Regions from separate parts of the Anas platyrhynchos genome. Here region 2 is linked to region 1. Evidence: chromatin contacts called from public Hi-C data. All regions are on one chromosome and are shown on one strand. Each heading gives the region's core, a stretch centred on a gene start, on an enhancer-like site or on the middle of the called end of the contact. The rest is flanking DNA. Distances are from core to core; before and after follow the strand shown. Region 1 holds the start of NYX (nyctalopin). Region 2 holds the start of GPR82 (G protein-coupled receptor 82).

Region 1 (3,572 bases), core at 406-2,905:
TTTTCCTCAAGCTGGCTGGCCATGCTCAGATGTTTAATTTCAGGGACAAATGGTTGCTGGTAAAACTTGACCTGGGGCCGGGCTGCTGCTGTCTTCCCCAGCTTCTGCCTTCAAGCAGCTGCTGCTCGTGTCCCACAGGCAGACAGGGAGATGGCACAGCCGGCAGTGCCAGATCCAGCCAGCCTGCCCTATTTCCTGTAGGGATGGCGTGTAGGGATGCAGGGCCTGGGGTCCTGGGCTCATGCAGCTTGTCCTGGCTGCCCTGCCCCAGCCCTGCAGGGTCATTTCTGTCCTGTGTGACAAGCCCAGAGATGCTTTTCTCTTGCTCAGCTCCTTGTGCTGCGCTTTCCCCAGGCTGCTGGCAGCTTTCAGTTCCTTGTTAGCCGATGGGAACGCTGCACAATTCCCTCACGGCTGGCGAGTCCATTCATCTTCATAAAGCCGCTTCCACAGCCCTGCAAACACCTTTTGGAATAGCCTCTCTACAGCCAACCCGCAGCATGCGATATGTTATTGAAGCCAACAGCCCCCCCAGGCCTCGGCAGGCAGGTTATTTACCTCCTGGTGATTAACATCTCCCACCAACGTGGCAGGATCAGTGCTGCCTCCTCCCCCTCGTACAGCACAGACATCTGGGGCTTGTTCACCACTTACCTGGCCCCGCATCAGGAGCCTGCTCTGCAGCCAGCTCAGGTGCTTGGTGGGAGCAAAGCAGAAGCTCTCCTGAGCCATGGTACCATGCTGCAAGGTAATTTGTGCTCTGCTCGCTGTCCTTCCCCACCTGACTTCTGCTTCTGAGCCCCAGGTAACATGGGGCACCCCGTCACACAAAGCACTCGTCGTTACCTGTTTATTGATACACAAGGATAATTTTGTTGTCTAACCTAGGTGCCGGCAGATAGGAAAGAAGCCAATCACCTATGCAGAAGTGAACTTCAACAGCATAATCATCAGCACACTAAGCAGAAGGTTAGCACAGTTTGCTCTTGCAGGTGATCTGGAAGATTTGTTAAATGAACTTACCATGCCTTCCCAAGCATATAATCAAAATGGAAACGCATTCACCGAATAATCGAGCCCCAGATCGAGAACTTGGCTGAAAACACAGCAGGAGAACTGACTAAAAGCTTTTCATCGTGGCCGAGTCCTTCCTCAGCCACGCACACACCTTTCACCCCCTCCTAGGCAAGGAACTAGCACGAGGAAGCCTGCAGCAGTGACAGCTTCCTGCAGGGGTGCTGAGCAGGTTAGCTGCATGCACAACCACTGAGAAAGGCTGGCCCGTGGGCAAGGGCCAGAGAAAGTCGGGCAGCCCAAACTTCTCCTTGCTCTTGTCAGAAAAGCTGCGCTAGCAACAGCTGCGCTTTAGCAACAAGTGTGTTGCAACAAGTTGCTGGAGCTACCGTGCCCGCTCTGCGTTGTAACAGAGAACATCTGCTGTGCGAGGACGGTGGGAAACAGCAGACACCGAGGAGGTGAACACCACGCGTAAGAGGCAGGGGAACGAACGTACAGGCTGCAGAACCACATCGCTCAAGCGGAGCTGTGAGAAAGGTGAAGGGAGCGCTAGACGTGCAGCATTAAAAATAAATCACACCAGGGCTCTGCAAGACACCGCAGCCCTCAAAAAAAAAAAAAAAAAAAAAAAAAAGAGATTCTACACAGAATTTTTTACTATGGTTATTGGTTCCTTTTGATTTCGGCAGAGCTTTCACATTTCTCTGAGAACTTGTGCTGGGGACGCACATGGAGCACCTGCGGGTGCAGGTGTGGGATGGGGAAGTGGCACCGTGCCTGGCACTGCTTGGCTGCGCCCACCTGCACCCTGGTGCCCCACAGGGCAGGACAGCACAGTGAAGGACCACCAAGGGCCACTAAAGGCCATCTCCTTTCCTGTCCCCACTCCTATGCCACAGATGGGTGGAGGAAACCCAGGAGATCAGGGAGCCTGGTCCTGTCCTGGGGTCACCTCGTGAGGAAAGCCAGGATCATTTAATCTCCCATGACGTTCCCACACATCTCCTGAACTCATAATTTGTCTCCTTGCTCTCTTGGCAGGTGACAGCACACTTTTGCAGCTCACCACTGCAGGGTCTGAGGCAGCAGCCGTGTCCCAAGCTCCTGAAGCAGTTCAGCTCACAGCCCTGGCCACGCATCCCTGCACCACTCAGGACACCCAAAAAACATCCTCTCCCTCCTTGGTGCTTGGTGAGCACTGCCAGCAGCTGTTTGGGTGCATTTGGTGGCAGCCCACCCACACTCTCCGCTGTCAGAGCAATGGGTGTGAGCTAGGAAAAATAGGAAATCTTGCTGCTTGGGGCTGCCACTCTGATTTTTAGTGGTACATTCTGAAAGTCGCAAAATAACGAGTAGGTTGTGGAACTGATGAATTAAAAATCTTAAAACTATGCTCCAAGCAGCCCTGGGCTTTGTACTGGCCAGCAGCAGAGGCAAGGTTTTTGCTTTCCGTGGTGTGGGGAGAGGCAAACCCACAGCCCGCCATCCTCTGAAGAAGTGCCCTAACAGCAGGCAGCTGCGGGCTGGCGTGGATCAGAAGAGGACTGTCACCCCCTCCTGTCGAAACCGTGACACTGTGCTGCACGATTCACAGATACTGCCCGGAGGTTTCTGCGTGGCAGAAATGCACCGAAATAGCAGCCGGGCTCTTGCAAACACATCCAGGGGGGGTGTTGTGGTGGGGGAAGCGTTGCCTTCTGTTTCCTGGACAGCTTCTGCATTTCTCACTGTACCATCCTATGAATAAAATGCAGAAGCACCCTCTGGAGCAGAGAGCAGACCCCAGGAAAAGCTCCCCGTGCACCATGCACCGAAAGTTCCCCTTGCAGCCAGCCCTGGCCACAAGCAGCCCCCTCAGGTCCACCCTGCCCCTGGCTTGACGGACACTCAAACAGATTAAAAAAATAAGCAAATAAAACCTCAAGGTCCGCAGTCAGTGGGCACCAGTGGAGCAGGAGCCGCAAAGGTGAAAGTTTCGTGCTGTAAATAATTTCTGGTTTGGGTACTCACATCCCTATGGGAGCTCCCAGGTGGGTGGGAAGGACCCAGCAGGATGGGGAAGGGGTGGCATCTCCAGGAGCCCCGCCAGCACCGCTGCCATCGTGCAGGTGGCACGGGAGGCAGCAAGATCAACAGAAACCCCGACCGAGAGATGAAGAGGCAGTTTTGGAGCAAATCTGACACGAGGCAAGAAAGCTCAGTCAGGGCCAAATTGAAAATTAACAGGTAATTAGTCTCTAATGTGAGCTAATCGTGTTTAGGGGAGGACTTAATTAAACGGGGGAATTAAATCACCAAGAACGTGCGGAGTGGCCGCTCCTGATGGGATTCAGCTAATGAGCCGATAATCGCATCGGCTGCGTTTTGTTTCCTTCTCCTCTGGACGCAGGAGGCAGGGAGCCGGGGAGCGAGCACTGCCAGGACGCCTGCACCTTACGCTCGGTCTCGGGATAAAATCCCTAATAAAATCCCACCTGCCCGGTGCCGCTGGGTGCGGGCACAGCAACCTCATTTCTGTCCAATTAGCCAGGGGGGTGTTTATGGCAGCGTCATGC
Region 2 (3,572 bases), core at 721-3,220, 130 kb before region 1:
TGCATAAATGGTGAAAGCTGAAACACAATTAGAGAAATTATTCCTCTGTAATGTATATCTAGCATCTTTTTATTTTTTTTATGATCTTATCTTAACTGTTCTTGCTTTTCAGTGTTACTACTTCCTATCTTTGACAGAAGTTATGAAGGAAAAATAGTGTTAGCTTATGTCAAAAACAAAGACTTTATGTGCATAGAATCAAATAAAATAAATGAGGAAGTAGAAGGTTTAAGCTAGGGTCTGACAATAACTTATGTGGTCTTGGTGTATTTCTAAATCTCCTAGAACATCTGTAACCTACTTTGGAAACCACTTCTAGACTATTTTAAGTTAAATAAGCAAAAGAAATGCAAAGCATTACTGTAATTGCAGAAATGCAGAGGAGTATCCTGTACCTCTGTTTAAGTAAGAATTAAACTGTACATGATTCTGGGACCTGTCTGGGTGCATTTATTTTGTACTGTTATCAGTATCTAATGTTACTTTGTTTAGAGATCTAATCTTAGAGATACACATTTGGCATGAATGATTTAGTCATGAACATATGAAACAGTTGCTGAAAAATGATGTATTTCCAAGTTCACTTTTCAATTTATTCTCAATTTCTAGACTGTAAGAAATCAAATCTAATTGGTGTTTAAAGTTCTGTACAATTATAGCACATAAAAATGTGCCTTTCACTTACTAACCTGTAGTGAAGAGAGATTCTCTCATTCACAAGTTTAGTGAAGTTTATCCAACTTAGCTATTATTCCATACAAAAGCATATGGAAAAGAGCAGATTTCAAATTTACAGGTTGAGAGTAATTTTTTTTGAAACATCTATAAGCAAATACCAAAGAATATTCCGTGTAACTATGATAGAACACCTATACACCAAGATGATAGATAGATAAATAACAAGAAGTTGTAAAAGTTATATTTAAAAATTATGCCATAGGTCATGTTTGACAACTTGCAAGTTAAACCAAGTTTTTTGTAGCTGTTGCATTTTTGCCTAAGTCCCGCATCAATCATTGAACCAAATTGTATTAAATTATTTTATTGCAATGAGTTAAATTCATAAAGTAATTGTTGGATTCAGTTATTTAGAAATCTAATGACCATTTTTGTGTAAACACACAGATTTTATCTGGTGAAACAAAGAAGTAGCACTTTTAAGCTTACCTATGCAAGCTGCAGGCACCTTCCTTTGGAGAGAGGGAATTTTGTCTTACGTCCTTTTTATCTCCGCTGCTGCAATGAGAAGGATGATACTTAATTCTGGAAAATAGAGTTACGAAAAATGTCTTCGTGACATAGGTAGGTTTTCAGAATGTGCACTTTTCTTTGGCAGTGTCAGAAGTCAGCTAGGCTTTTAAAGTTCAAACCAAAAATGTCTGTCGAAAAAAAGTCTTTGCAGTTAGGTCAGGATACAGCTCCATTAGAGAATTAAAACGAATGAAATAGAGAAGAGTGGAAGAATGATTGTAACAGTCCTTTGGCCATGTAGCTATGGCACAGAAATACCTTAAAATACTTTATATGGTTCTTTCCTCCTTTGGGGGGTGGAGGAATTGTTACAGTCATGCTCTTTTAAGACTGCCCACTTCCCAGAATGAAAAAGAAAAGTTGATATTTTATGCGTGAGAACTTATTTTCAGTGCAGTTTAACTGTTTTTCAGTTCCAAGAGTTTTCATGAAGCTGACTCTGTTCCTGAAACCCACCTGAAGTAATAAGAGTATATCCATGTCATATCCTCATGCCAGTGACCAAATGAACAGATCACTTCTGTCTAGTCACATGCTGGATTCTGTGGGAGCAGTTAACAGCTGATGCGTTCTAGGCTTACTAATCATTCAGGAAAACCAACTCAGATTGTGTCCAAGAAATGGTGTTTTACAGAAACCACCCAGAAGGCTACAAAGGATGTTTTCCCTCCTCCGGAAGAAGAGTGTTGATCACAGATGAGTCAAACTCCGCTTAGCTCTTCGGAGCTCGAGACTGAATTTCCTTCTTTCTGATACATCTGTGGTCGTCAGATACGAGTTTTCAAAAGCCTTAAATAAGTTCCTCTATGAGAACAGAGGAGATACCATAAAAAAAACTTCTGTAGTTTTACTGAGGTTCTTGTTGTGTTTGCTTTGCTTCGCATATAAGCACCCACTGTAAGAATCCAATAATCCACTTTAGTGATCTACTATGGATTTAGTTGTTCAGTTTTTTGTTGTTGTTCTAAAATGATGGACATGTATTCTGGCCTTTTATTTATACTAAAAAATTGATCTCGTTTAAGATTAAATTTAAGTGAGGGGAACTTGCTGAGAAATACTAGTAATTAGTTCATAATGCTGTAATTAGTTTGCATGCATATTTTAATTTTTGTTCCTGTTAAGCTTAGTTTTACCTTTTCTTTCAACTTTTGAATATATAATTGTGTTAAAAATTTGTTTTAATAGAAAGGTTCTTGTATTAATTAAATATCTAATAGTCTCTTAAGCAGTCTTAGAAGTCCTTGTTTTTGTGGTATTCCATCCAGTTTTAGACACAAGAATAGATATACTGAAAATGTGCTAGGGGGAAACCGTGGTCAGATGCCAAAAGGTGCGGTTGCCCAAAGTTAGCAGTTTTTTTATTATTACTCAGTTGGTTATTACCAGTAGCCTGTAGTATTTTTAATTCAGTGCTCATAATTCTTGCTATGCGAAGAGATAATGATACTTTTTTTACTGATCTATTGTATGATAACAGATTAATATAGTGAATTACAGTCTATCAGACTTCATTTTGCAACTGGTTAGTGAGATGGGCAACAAAGGAATGGGATATTGTAAGTAAAAAGAAAAACAAAACTATCAGCAAAAACAAAAAACACCAGAAGTATGTCATTAGTTCAAAACTGTAAGCACCTTCCTCATTCTTTTAGTGGACTATTTCCATCCACCTAACCTATAAATGGTTTATTTTATCTACAGTACATTTAATGATACTCAAACAGTCCATGTGCATCTCTTATGCAATACACTCGTTAAGTTCTTCATAATGGTCTTCAATTACTTTCTTCACCTCAATTATTTATATTTTCAGCACTCTTAAACCATGGTTACTTACAATTTAAACTTCTTACTGGATTTTATATGCCAGTAAGCAATATATGTTGCCTTTTAGTGCTGTTTGTAGAAAACCTTTTTTGTGGCTCAAAACTGCAAAGACAAGGAAATTCACAGTGAGGAAAGTTATTTCACTTAGCCATTTATAACTCGTACCCAACTCTTGTTATTTAGTACAACCATATATGACAGAGTGATCCACATGCAAACCACTTGTCTGCTGCCTCTCCCATCTATATTCTCAAGATGGTAGAAGACAGCCCAATCAACCTCATCTCCTTGTGCCTGTCACAACCTAGATGGAGAACTGTTCCTGCTGTACAGCAGGATATAGAGTAGATTGGCAGCAGCTGCTCCTCATCGGATGGAATAAGGCAGCAGCCCAGTTACCCTTGGCTCCTGTAGCAGTCCCAGCTCTCTCTGTGCCATGAAAGGCCCAAGAAATGCACTCAGTCTCTAAAGCTTGATGGATGGAAGGCAAC

Evidence for each region. Hi-C and Micro-C count contacts between places; a contact is called where the count stands out from the background.
Region 2: a Hi-C map of subcutaneous adipose tissue shows a contact between it and region 1, with 2.6 times the contacts expected there. The contact joins the promoter of GPR82 here to the promoter of NYX in region 1. A contact is called at or near these places in 5 of 8 Hi-C or Micro-C datasets (F5 follicle, liver, skeletal muscle and 2 more).

What each region holds. Positions count from the first base shown.
Region 1 is chr1:123,080,650-123,084,221 of IASCAAS_PekinDuck_T2T, reverse strand. It overlaps NYX (nyctalopin), which reads right to left and starts at 1,655. Exons shown (of 4, transcript XM_038171471.2): 1 at 1,024-1,655.
Region 2 is chr1:123,213,347-123,216,918 of IASCAAS_PekinDuck_T2T, reverse strand. GPR82 (G protein-coupled receptor 82) reads right to left here and starts at 1,970. Exons shown (of 3, transcript XM_038171490.2): 1 at 1,708-1,970; 2 at 1,168-1,236; 3 at 1-17. All of the region lies in intron 5 of CASK (calcium/calmodulin dependent serine protein kinase), which reads left to right.